4 separate regions of the Sus scrofa genome follow, and all the other regions are linked to region 1. The links are chromatin contacts, called in public HiChIP or PLAC-seq maps. All regions are on one chromosome and are shown on one strand. Each heading gives the region's core, a stretch centred on a gene start, on an enhancer-like site or on the middle of the called end of the contact. The rest is flanking DNA. Distances are from core to core; before and after follow the strand shown. Region 1 holds the start of NRP1 (neuropilin-1). Region 2 has its middle 260 kb from the start of NRP1. Region 3 has its middle 280 kb from the start of NRP1. Region 4 overlaps LOC110255705 (a long non-coding RNA gene).

What was found. HiChIP or PLAC-seq counts read pairs in DNA pulled down with a chosen protein or histone mark.
Region 2: a contact with region 1 is called in an H3K27ac HiChIP or PLAC-seq map of alveolar macrophages. The contact joins the enhancer-like site here to the promoter of NRP1 in region 1. A contact is called at or near these places in 1 of 5 promoter capture datasets (fetal liver), 6 of 47 Hi-C or Micro-C datasets (alveolar macrophages, embryonic fibroblasts, mesenteric adipose tissue and 3 more) and 2 of 2 datasets of contacts at active chromatin or transcription factors (alveolar macrophages and skeletal muscle).
Region 3: a contact with region 1 is called in an H3K27ac HiChIP or PLAC-seq map of alveolar macrophages, with 9 times the contacts expected there. The contact joins the enhancer-like site here to the promoter of NRP1 in region 1. A contact is called at or near these places in 3 of 5 promoter capture datasets (fetal liver, fetal skeletal muscle and liver), 5 of 47 Hi-C or Micro-C datasets (alveolar macrophages, heart right ventricle, liver and 2 more) and 2 of 2 datasets of contacts at active chromatin or transcription factors (alveolar macrophages and skeletal muscle).
Region 4: a contact with region 1 is called in an H3K27ac HiChIP or PLAC-seq map of skeletal muscle. The contact joins the enhancer-like site here to the promoter of NRP1 in region 1. A contact is called at or near these places in 3 of 5 promoter capture datasets (fetal skeletal muscle, liver and skeletal muscle), 20 of 47 Hi-C or Micro-C datasets (adipose tissue, alveolar macrophages, brain and 10 more) and 2 of 2 datasets of contacts at active chromatin or transcription factors (alveolar macrophages and skeletal muscle).

What each region holds. Positions count from the first base shown.
Region 1 is chr10:56,429,562-56,432,640 of Sscrofa11.1, forward strand. It overlaps NRP1 (neuropilin-1), which reads right to left and starts at 1,271. Exons shown (of 18, transcript XM_021064971.1): 1 at 850-1,271.
Region 2 is chr10:56,686,848-56,689,823 of Sscrofa11.1, forward strand. No RefSeq gene overlaps it. Among named protein-coding and RNA genes, the nearest start is that of NRP1, 260 kb to the left of the region's middle. Within about 2 kb of position 1,589, at least 9 of the 83 cell types and tissues checked have an H3K27ac peak or open chromatin away from gene starts, as enhancers often do. A contact at or near this core is called in alveolar macrophages and retroperitoneal adipose tissue, where this site is marked.
Region 3 is chr10:56,713,740-56,716,635 of Sscrofa11.1, forward strand. No RefSeq gene overlaps it. Among named protein-coding and RNA genes, the nearest start is that of NRP1, 280 kb to the left of the region's middle. Within about 2 kb of position 1,287, at least 39 of the 83 cell types and tissues checked have an H3K27ac peak or open chromatin away from gene starts, as enhancers often do. A contact at or near this core is called in alveolar macrophages, fetal liver, liver and 2 more, where this site is marked.
Region 4 is chr10:56,770,293-56,773,260 of Sscrofa11.1, forward strand. It overlaps LOC110255705 (a long non-coding RNA gene), which reads left to right. Exons shown (of 2, transcript XR_002336405.1): 2 at 1-1,125. Among named protein-coding and RNA genes, the nearest start is that of NRP1, 340 kb to the left of the region's middle. Within about 2 kb of position 1,334, at least 8 of the 83 cell types and tissues checked have an H3K27ac peak or open chromatin away from gene starts, as enhancers often do. A contact at or near this core is called in fetal skeletal muscle and skeletal muscle, where this site is marked.

The sequences.
Region 1 (3,079 bases), core at 21-2,520:
AGGGGACGCCACAGGGTAGGAGGCAATGCGCCTTCCAGCTAGGGGGCAGTCGTCGCCTGACCCCGCCCAGCCTTCTGACTGAGAACCCAGGTGCTCCGGGTTTGGAAATTAGGGGTCCGGTGGCCGCGGTTTGTGTGCATCCCGGACCAGCGAGAACGGGGGCGGGAGTTGCTCTTGGCAGGACTCTCACGGCGCCCGCTCGGGCCACAGGCCATTGTCACGCCGGCCCTCCAGCTCCTGCCCACCCCCGCCTCCTAAGGCGGCGCGTCCTCACTGTGGGTTGGATGCCCCCCAGTTCCATCCCCGAGGACTTTCCGGGAACTGCTGCAGAAAGCCTCTGCGGATATGAATAGCAAGGACATCTCAGGGAACAAACAGGTTTTGGCCGCAGATCAGGCCCTTGAGAGGGGTAGATGCCCGCGGAGGAGTTCGCAGGGAAGGTGAAAAGGTCAGACACCTTCTGGAAACCGCGCTTCTGTGCACACCCCAAAGCAGAGCCCTATTCCTACCTGGCGCAAAGAGCTGGCAAAAAAAAAAAAAAAAAAAAAAAAAAAAGATTTAGGAATGTTGGCAAGGAGACCCTGGTCAAAGGTTTTGGCGGAAGAACTGGGGGCGGGAAGGGAGAGAGGCAGCCCAGGGCGCGCGGGCCCCAAGCTAGGGCTCGGCGGTGGCGGTCGCGGCTGGACGCCCGTGACGCGCGCTGGTTGGGGCGCAGGCGGGCCCTTGGCCGCGCGGAGCTGCACCCCGGGTTCGCCGCCTGCGCCCGGGGAAGTCCCCGCCTCCAAGTTGGAGACCAGCCCCCTGGGTGCTGCGAGTCGCCCTCCCTCTCGAGCGCCTTTTCGCCCTCACCGGTTTCCTCCTGCTCTGCTCTGAGACCCCCACGCCGGGTGGGAAGGTGGCTGAACTAGGCCGGGAGTCCAACGCCGGGGTGGAGCGGAAGGGGCAGTGGCGGGGCGAGAGGGGGCGCCAGTCGCGCCTTGCGCAGACCCGGGGGAGCCGGCGCCGCGGAGGGAAGCCCAGGCGCTTGGCGACCGCGGGCGCGCGACGCCTCCCCCCAGCCTTCCTCTCAGTTCCCGGAGCACCCCCGCCAGTCCCAGTGCCCGGCTGCTCGGGACGAGCGGCGTCATCAGATTTGGCGCGACCCCGGGCGACCTCAGCCCAAGGCTCGGAGGGAGAGGCGCCTCTCCGAACCTGGCGGGTCGACAGAGAAGAGGAAAGCCGGCGGCACAGCTCGGGGGCGTCCTGGAGTCACGGACGCCCACCCCCTTCCTAGTGGGAACTACGCGGCCACGCGCGCACCGGGGACCGGTTTTGACCCGTCGCTGCCTCCGCGGGGTGAGCGAGGGGGCATAGGCGAAGACTTGAGCTGTGTTGTTTTTAGAAAACTGCCGCCAATCTCTCTTCCCCTTTCCCTGCTGAGTGTGCATTTCCCAGCCTGTACCCACCAGGCTGACAAAGTCACCAGACCTTGCACTCAGGGAGGCACTACCCCCGCTCGGCAACCTCGCCCTCGCCGCCTTCCCGCGCCCTCCCGCCTTTCCCAGGGATAGGCTCCTCCCTCGGGCCCAGGCGCAGAAAACCCTTGTCTCTTTTCTTGCTCACTCGTTGAGCATTTTGCCAGCCTTTCTCCAACCAACTAACAAGACACGCAGTATGTACTCTGGGGGAAATATCGTATTTAAGTTATGCCTCTGATTTTTCTGGTCTTAGCTGATCTGAGGCTTTTCTCGACTCCGGAGTTTACACACGTAGTGCTGGGTAATGGGAGCCCTACCGCACTGATTGATAATTGCCTGCTAGTGGGTTGGTACGGAGCAAATTGTCCTTGCTAACAACCTCTTTCCTCTGCTGCTGGATCCCACTAAGTGCCGAAAAGGGTCAGTTTTAGATTTCTGCAGTTTCCCGGCAAGGGAGACAGACCGACCTATATGTGAGGGTAAGTTATAGACAGAGGAAGAATTTGGCAGTCTTCCTAGGTTGATTTGATTTTGGTCTCCTGAGCACATCACTCTTCCCACCATCACAAATCCCAGACCAGGTGGGACCCTGTTCCACTAAAGGGCAGATGGATCACCATACTTCCCAGATGCCAGGCAGAGGCCTCGGATGGGCGATGCCCTGCTCCGTGGACTCCCAGGAAGGGGTTATTACATGAAGAAAGCCTGAGCTGGGCTGGGACCTAGGCCCATCATTAAGAACAGACTGGGTGGTAAATGTATGGTTTCTTTCATCAAGCCCTCATCAATTTGTCAGAAATAAGGTGAGATCCACTGCTCCCAGAAGGCTGTTTGAGCCACTAACTTCCTCAAAGTATTTCAGGTTGGTGCATATGGAGATGCAGGTTGGTATTTCAGAACTATATCAAATCTTAGTCAAGTTTTTTTTTAAAGCATCAAATCCACATATTTCAGCATATTTTTAGTAGGAGCTAACCTACATCTGAAATGTAAAAAATGAAAGAAGTGAAACAGAAAAGATTAAAAATTGGAATTTAGGTTAATTTCCCATTATTCAAAAGATTTTGGTTAAAAATGGCACTTCTGTTAAATGACTCTATTGTTCAAGGGGTGTCTTGGACCTCATGTAGAGCTGTCTCCTTTATTTGGACTGGCAGAGGAAAGAAGAAAATGAACAAATAAACTTTTACTTTCTGATCCTTCATTTTGGGCCTTTTAAAAGGTACCTTGAAAATTCTTCAAATGTTGGAGAAAAGACAGTCATCTAAAAATTAAAACAAAGTTACAATGTAAACTTTCTGGAATGCAGAACATTTGTTTGATAACAAGATGTAGGAAGACAATGCTAAATTTTGACATATGTGAATAGATTCAAAAGATTTGTTGGTATTAGACATTAGGGCCAGAACTTGAAAAATATTATTTGTCTGAAAGAATAATCATAGATTATTCTGCGTTGTTGAATTATTTTTTCATTATAAAAATTAAAATAATAATAACCAGTAGAAACACTTATCAAAGCAATAACAACATCATTAGAACATATTCACCTTTCGAAAGGACTATTTTTAAGTAGGACAGTCAGTAAAGTATAATTTGAGCAATCAAATATGGAAAGACTA
Region 2 (2,976 bases), core at 339-2,838, 260 kb after region 1:
ATAAAGAACATAATGCACATAAAGCACCGATCACAGGGCCTGGCACTTATAAACATGTTGAGCCACTCTTGTCATAATTTCTACCCTCCTTCTCCTCTTCTTGCCATTTTTCCTCATCATCTTTATTATTGTCTCCAAGCAGCAGTCTCGCTGTTAGGTCACACTTTGTTTTCCAATATTGCTTTCAAGAATGAATGTTCCATTTTCTTACAGTCTTTCAATTATCTCTGGAGTCTTTGATGAGTAAGTAGAACGGGTTTGGGGAGTAGCTCAGGGTTTAGCAGGCCCAGAGCTTCTCTCTCTCTAACTTATTTCCTGGGACGATAGAACGTAATTAAATATTTTGAACCAATAGATGACTATAAGAGATCACATGTTTTTAATGATAAAATTTCACTCTCATGATATATATAATTGAAAAATCATTTAATGTTTTAGTGATAAATTTGACAAAAGTATGAATTACTTTGCATTTTATATAGTTTTACATTATTATAACTTTTTAACATTATACACATAATGCAGTTGGATTCTTCATTGCTTCTTGCATTTTTTTCCTTGAAAATATGTTTAGCATACGCTATCTCTTGGATGATAGTTTAGCTAGGTATAGAAATCTTGCTTTTATAAGTTAGGAATTACATTTGGCTGCATGACTAGCAATTTGATCAATGAGGTTGGTTAGGGAAGATTGCCAAATTAGAGATTTCTTTTCAGTGTAGTAAGAAGTTGGATATTGGAAGTCTTAGGCTGTTGCAGTTTCTCATATAAGTCATCAAAAGCTTCTTCTACCTTCTGCAACCCTCACCATGTGATTTTAGTCTCAGTGCTACAAGTGGTTCACATACCTATACTTATTAGGTTTGTGTTCCAGGGAGGAAAAAGGGATAAGATAAGGACAACATGTCTGTCTTTTTTATTAGGAAAATAATAGAGTTCTGGGGACCATGACCCAAATAACTTTCTTTTTATGTATCTTTGTCACATGGCCAGTCCTAGTCACAAGGGAGTTTGAAGAAGTGAGTATTTTTAGTATTTTAGATGTGGATGGTATAAGTAATGTTAGAGTTCTGTTAGCAAGAGGGGAGAATACAATAGACGCTATGTAGAAAACTAACTTGGCCCCACAGATTCATAATTATTTCCTTTCTGTATACAAAAATTGCTTCATATTTGTTTTGATTTAATCAGTGGAAAATCTGATACTAGTCTTTTCCTTTATGTCCTCTTCTAATGATTCTATTGATTCTGTAGTCTTTGTGTGAATCTTTCCATTTGTTGACATTATTGTTTCTCTTTCATAATGTTGGCTATCATCAAATAGTGGGGGATTCTCAGCTGAGCACCTGTTTCTGTGGCTGAGATTCCAGCCTGGTCTGCCTCTGTTGCGCTGCTGCGTGACTTGACCTTTCAAGGTAATTTGGGAAGCAGTGTCAGGGATGGAGAGATGGTTCTGTGTAGCACAGGGCATCTCAGCATTTAATCCTCCATATGGTGCAACCCTGTACTTTCTAGGAGTTTCAAACCAGCCCAGGCTTTGCAATTTTCTCTTTCTTAAGATCTGACAGTCTTCTCGTTGATGAGTCAGATGCATCTGTTACTGTTGCTTATGGACAGGGTAGAGCAAAGCATAGGAATAAACCCACCTCGCCCCTCCTTCTGAGATATCACAATGAATCACTCTCCTGGTGGTTCCCCATCTCATTCTTTTCCAGCTCCCACCACTTCCAAGCAGGAAGCTTGATTAGCACTTCTCTCATCTGTGTGTTGCTGCTTCCTCCTAGGCTTGTCCTGGCCTCTAGCCTCCCTCTTTGGCTGATGTTCCCTCTATGGTTTTCCATTTGCATTCTTTTAGGACTTCTCATAGTTCCTGTTCTGTCTTCTTTCCAAGGAAGACAATGCATACGCATTTATTTCCATGGATTTGATGTGAGAAGTCTGCAGTCGATGATTTTTTTTCCAACGTGAAAGTTAAAGCCTTTTTCAAATCCATTATGAGACACATTTATATCTTTTTTTTTCTTGAGACTATCTCTGTTGGCCCATAAAGGAGGTTGTGTAGTTATTATGATACAACTCACAGATGAGGAAACTGAGAAAGTAGGATTAATCATGGTACCCTCTTACACCTAAGAAATACTCTTCTGTTTGCATAGTGTTTTTGTTTTTATAGTTTTGTTGCTATATGTCCTTCTGCTTATATTTTTACTCCTGAAGGCCACTCATTGCACCATTAGGAGGATTTGAAAGACAATGCATCAGTTCTTCCTTTTCCGAGTAATAAAGCATAGATTTTTTCCCCCTTTTCTTTTCTTTTTCGGCAACCCCGAGGCACATGGAGTTCCCAGGCCAGAGATTAGATCCGAGCCACAGTCAGTCTAAGCCACAGCTGCCACAACACTGGATCCTCAACGCACTCTGCCAGGCCAGGGATTGAACCTGTGACCCAGTGCTCCCAAGATGCTGCCTATCCCATTGTGCCACAACAGGAACTCCACAAAGCCTAGATTTCAAATCAGCACCCTAAACCCCAGGGCATCCCAGATCAAGTCTGTTTCTCACCTTCTCTTGGGTCTGGTGTTCTTGCTTCCAAGTGGATATTTCTGTCTCCATCTGTCCAGTGCCTTCTAAAACTTCTAAATTTAATCTCTCTTACTCTCCAACCTAGAAAGAGGCCAGAAAAGCAAGTGACCTTTCATTTTGGTGCTTGGACCCAGAGCTATAATAGCATAAAATTCATATCCCAAATATTCGAGGTAGACCAAGTCCAAAGGGAATCTAATCCTGTCCTTTAGAAAAAGTTCAAAGGAAGAAATCCAGGGAAATGAATATCTGTTGTTAATCTCAGGGGATAAAAGCAGTGCTTGACAAATTCAGAGCCAAAGAGTAAAAATCTAGAAAAATAAGAATTTGCAAAGAGCAACAAAAAAAAAAGAAGAAGGAGAAACAGAGGGGAAGCCAAACAGGAGGTGGAGG
Region 3 (2,896 bases), core at 37-2,536, 280 kb after region 1:
CAAGTCAAAGAGAAAAGGTTGTGGAATATGTGTCAAGGTCACTCTGTTCTGTGAATAAAAGGGATTCTCCATAGTGAGCCTGATTTCTCAGCCTCAGCTGCACCTTAGACTCACCTGGGCACTGATGCCCATTACTGAGCCACCCCAGAGACCTGTATGCAGGTAGCCCCGGGGGCAGTCCGAGCACTGGGGGCTTCAAAAGATGCCTGATGAGTCTCATGTCCGGTCAACATTGAGAGAATCATTGCTCTACAGGAATGACCCTGAGACCATTTGACTCAGTGAAGGCAGAGAGCTTCAGAGATGCTGGCAGTATGGCTTCTTATGAAGAGAACACACCTCCCCATAAAGGAATGGAATCCACAATCTCCTGGTTCCACTCGTGAAGGGGATTTGGGCTCTTTTACTATGACGACACCACCATCACTGTCACCCTTGATGCTCAGACAGCTGAGGCCCAAAGCCCATTCCTTGGCTCCTGCTGCGCAGCTGGAAAAGGCTCTGACGACAGTCGTATTGCAGAGGCTAAGAGGAGAGAGGCACAGAGTGCGGAATACCACCTGTTCTGGCTCCAGAAGCGCAGCCTCTGGACTCAACCTGAGCCAGCTTGCTCCTGGAGGTTTACAGACGCCTTGACCTTCCAGTCATGAGTCCAGGAAAGAGGCCCCAGGGAGGCCCCTCTCGACCCCCTTTTAAGGCTTTGCCTCTTTTTCCCAGTTGAGATCAGGCTCTGTGTGTGGCTTTCCAGCAGGCCTCCTGTGACAAGAGAAATGTCGCCCATGGCCCCGTCCCATGCAGCAGGCACTCGTCAATGCCAGCCGCAGGTGTTACTGAGCATTTCAACGGGGGCTAGTGCAACCCATGAACTGAACTCTTACTGTTTTTAACTTTAATCAGTTGACGTTGTCATATGCGGCCCGTGACCAGTGTGTTCGATGTGAGATGGCATTACACAAAGATGTCATCTAAGACACATTCCATCCCGCCATCTCTTAACAGCCCCTCTCATGCACAAGTGAGTTCTCAGTTCTGAAATGGGAAAAAACAGGGTCCTTTTGTGGCATTGCTTCAGAAAGAAGGGCAGTGACCTTCGGAAAGCAGGACAGGCTGTGACCTCAACATAAGCGAGAAGCCTCTGCCGTCTGGCCCGGCCACAGCCCAGGCCGTTTCGCCGCTGACAAAAACCTGACAAACCATCGTTTTATTTGGACTCGGGGAAAGAGTCAAGGCGAAATGTTGCAACAACCATTTTTTTTTTTCTCCAGCAGTTTCTAGCACTTCCTGATTTCTTGGGTATCAGGTTACGCTGCCCCTCACATTCCTGTTACATTAGCACTTCCTGGTTCCATAAATACTGGCAATAGACATTCGGGATCCCCAACCAAACACAACAAAAACACCAAGGTTTTGTTTTTAGTAACTTCACCTTTTGAACCTCCCTGTTGTGTTCATTCAAACGGGTGACAAAGGCTGGACTTAGAATCTCAGCTTAAAAAAAAAAAAAAAAAGAAAGCAGCCTTTAACTCAGAGACAGAATGGACTAATTAGGATCTGCAGTGAACATCTGAGCTCATCAAACCGCTTCGTTGCCTGGGCCTGGACTGACTTGTCCCCCTAACCCCTCTCCCTCCCTCGGCCTCTCCAGTCCCTCTGGCCAGTCTGAGCCCCTGAAGGGTCCAAATGGTTAAAAGAAGGCCTCTGGACTCGGATTGCCTGGAGTAGAAAAACACCTCAGTCCCTGCGTGACCTAGGGCCAGCTACTTAATTTTCTGGCTGCATTTTCCTCACACACTAAACAGGGAAGGTAATAGTCTCATTCGTAGAGTTGTTTAAGCAATAAATGCGTGAACGCTTATAAAACACTTAGAAAAATGCCTCGTGTATACACATTTCTTAAAACATTTAAGCCATCGCGACTGGTGACATAGAATTTTTAGTCAGCAGCCACTGGTTATTGTAAACTTCGTCTGTCTGCTTCCCTCCCAGTCTCTGCTGAAAAAGGACAATACACTCGTTCTCAGAGCTCTGCCGAGAAGAGCAGAGGGGAGAGCCCTTATGGAAGTGACATTGACAGGAAGCAGGTGGATGTCCCCAAGGTTCAAGGGCAGGGGCACTGGGATCCCCCAGGGCCTCAGGAGTGTCCAGGTCCACACATGAGCCTCAGCTTGGCAGACTGGAAATGTGATGGGCAGCACAAGAAGCAGATCCGTCCCGCAGGGACGAGCTGACCACAGCCACATGGGCTGGGCTGAGAAACACACATGGAAGGAGAAGTACCCCGTTTCCTCGACTGTCCTGAGAAACACAACTGGCAACTGAGGCGTGGCCTCAGAACATTCTCCCTCTGTATCCACAGCACAGATAACACCAGATCAGGATGAGAGCTGCCTGCACATCCTGTGCTCCCGACAATGGGATTTCACAGGTGCAGGAAGGGACCCCGGGTGGGTCCTTGTCTATCACAGGCTGAGATGCAAACCGGGGATCAGACAGGTTTCTTCCTCCGGCCTGAGCACGCTCTCCCATCCAGGGCTGAAACAAGCATCCCCAAATTCTTGCCTCCAGAACCCACCAGCACCCCTTGCTGAGCAGCGTGATGCTTCCTAGACACCTATGTGCTCACAAGCTATTTTCGGGTCCTGCTGACCAGGACGTCAACTGCTCCGCTTTTACTTGTCTCCACTCTCATTCTTTAGATGTCAGTGTCATGTCTGATGCTCCTTGCACCCCTATCCCCCCACCTCTGGGTTCTCAGGGATGGCTTCCATAGTTCATGCAACAAAAGGCGAAACAAATATGTGATCGTTTTTATACAGCTAGTGATTTAAGATTGCAGTTACCTCCTAAAAGCATCTGAGGCCATTTTGTCCCTAGGGCGTGTTTGTTTTCTTTTTAT
Region 4 (2,968 bases), core at 84-2,583, 340 kb after region 1:
TGGCAGGGCAGGGGGAGGTAGAGGGGCAATGGCCCTACCAATCCCAAAGTCACTGTCATCCAACGGTCCCCCCTCCTCTACCAGCCTTCTCACCAGGAGGCCTCACGGGCTGCTCAGAGCTCACCCCACTTTCCGATGAGCACCCTGCGCCTCCACCCCCGTGCACACTGGGTTCGAGACAGTTATGGCAACCTCACTTTCCACCGCCAAGTGTCTCCATTTGGTTGTTTCATCCTTCCTGCCAGAGCCCAGCCCCTGCCTGTTGACTCTGATACATCTTTCACAGAATCTCATTTTCATCCCTGTCACTGGAGTCCAAATGCCAACATACTGATTATTCTCGCTGTGACAAATACAGTCTCTCTTCAGCAGTCTCTTCAGATCTCGGTCTCCTGGGAAAACAGCTCCCTCCCCTCCGAGCCTTTTCCTAATATTGCCCACTCAGCTCAGCCCCAGCCCCTCTGAACCCTTTGCAAGTTCACCCCACCTACCCTTCCTATCTGTTCTGCGATGGCATCTTTTCCCAGCGTCTGCTTCACCTGTCTCCGCCTGTCTGTGTGACTCCAGGCTGCCCCTTGGTCAGCAGGACAGAGCCTTCTGCCTCCGTGGGCTGCTGCCAAGCTTAATTTTAGCACTCTGCAAATGACAGTAAGTCCTGCAAAGCAGATCAAAGCATTGGCCCCTGCATGCTGGCCAGCATGGCGAATGATTCTCTGGGACAGAGCAAACAACCTCGAAAATTTCTTATGAGTCAGCTGTGAGGCGCTCAGGCAAGCAAGATCACAGGACAAGTTCACACGTTCACATGGAATGACCAGGAGGCTCATTTGCCACAGAGGTCAAGCTCGTAGGCTGGCAGCCCCATCAGCCCGGCAGAAGGACAGGCTTCCGCAGAGATGTCTCTTCGGAGAATGTCACACTTAGGCCATCTCCAGACAGCCTCGCTTGGGCGAAGGTGGCCTTTGTCACGGGAATAAATCTGAGGTCCTTTTGATGAAGAAGCCCAGAATGCCATCTTCCACCACAGGAATGTCTTTCTCAAGCTTTTGGATAGAAAATAGTCAGCGGAAGGCTATCGGTTTTGGATGAATGATCCAAACTATCAATAAAAAATTATCAAATAGATGATCAGCCTTATACCTCTTTCTGTGTTATACAGGTCTGCTCAACTCTTCAGCAAGGACATGATTCCTGATCTATAGAATCTAGTTATTGGCCTATGTCTCTATTACAAAAGCGTTGAGAAGACCTCACCTCGCCTCTTCCCGAGAGTATTTGGGAGAGTAATGTGTGCATGCAGTTCCCTCTGAATATCTCTGGTATCCCAGGAATTTAAACGTTAGGGATGTTGACAGGGGCTGACATTTCCCATACGATGGTCTGGAAGGAGCTTGGTCCTGTGAAACAGACAGGCTGATCTTGAAATAAAGTTCACGGAGTCTGCTGAAGGGAAAAATCTCAGAAGCCAAGTATTATCAGGTCACGGGAATAACTGCAAGGCCCACCATGAGCAGTCAAAAAATCGGAGGGCTTGCTCTAAAGGTAAAACACATTTCCCTTCACAAAATGAGTAAAATTCACAGAATAAAATCAGAGAAGTCGGTTTTCTTTTCTTTCACATTCTCTCCCTTCATCGTGTAAAAATGTAGCTCTTCTCCCTCTCGTCCTTCCTGCTACGCATTTTATTAATTATCTTCCTATAGATTAATTATTAAAAACATTCTAATCACGAAGTTAATTAAAATTTAATTCTCACATCATATGAATGATGAGATAACACAAGCTTAGAAGGTTCAAGAAGACACAGAACACTGAGTTCCAGTATGTTGCACAATGCCCAGCACCTAGTAAGTACTCGCTAAACACTTCAGTAAATGGACAAACAAAGGCACTGAAGAAAGTGGACATGGGCATGGGTTGAGAATTAAAGAAGATAACTGTTCCTGCACAGAGAAGGTATTCCATATTTCCTCTTTTTCTTCCCTCCACAAAACAGCTAGAGAAATCGCTCTCTATTCCAGCCTCTCACTCAGTTTTTACAAATAGCAGGTGAGGAATTTCACTTCCTTACTGCGTTGGTCCACCAACAATGTCCAAGTCAGCAGGCAAGGCCCAAGATGCCCATGAGGGGAGTTGGAACTCACTCATTATTAATCCAGGTAGTGCCCCACCCTGCCTTAGCTCCAGAAGCCCCTGGATGGTTTTAGCAAACGCCCACTCTAGAAAGGATGGGTTCCAGAGAATCTTCCCCTCAAACAGTGAGTTGTCTTGCTGAGCCCTGCTCTGTGCTCCAGCCCATGGCTGCCCTTGGCCAGAGGGAAATCCAAAGAAAGGATCCAGTTCTTGATTACGGAGCAACAAAAGCCTAGCAACAGAGGAATGGGGGGGTAATTCCAGATTGCTCTACACTTTTTATTCTAATGACAAAGTGAGATCTTCCTGGGATGATCTGAGTATAATCCTTGCCTAAGATATGGCAGCAAACTTCAGACATCTTGGAGTTTCCACTATGGCTCAGCAGGCTAAGAACCCTGCTAATATCCATGAGGATGAGGGTTCGATCCCTAGCCCTGCTCAGTGAGTTAAGGATCTGGCATTGTCGCAACCTGCAGCATAGGTAGCAGATGTGGCTCAGATCCTCTGTTGCCATGGCTGTGGTGAGCCCTCAGCTGCAGCTCCTATTCGACCCCTAGCCCATTGGAATTTCCATATGCCACACATGTGGCCCTAAAAACAAAAAAACCCTTCAGAACCTCTTGAGTTCTTTCCATCCCTAGAAATCTTTGAACAATTCTAAAGTGCTCACATATTGACTAAGAGAAAAAAAAATTCCTGTGCTCAAGGGCCCACTTCGTTCCTCCACTGAGAAGCTTTCCCAGATGGTAGAGCACATATTAGCACCTAGGATGAGTGAGTACAGTCTGGCCAAAGAAAAACACGGCTGAGTAAACTTACATATCAAGCTCCT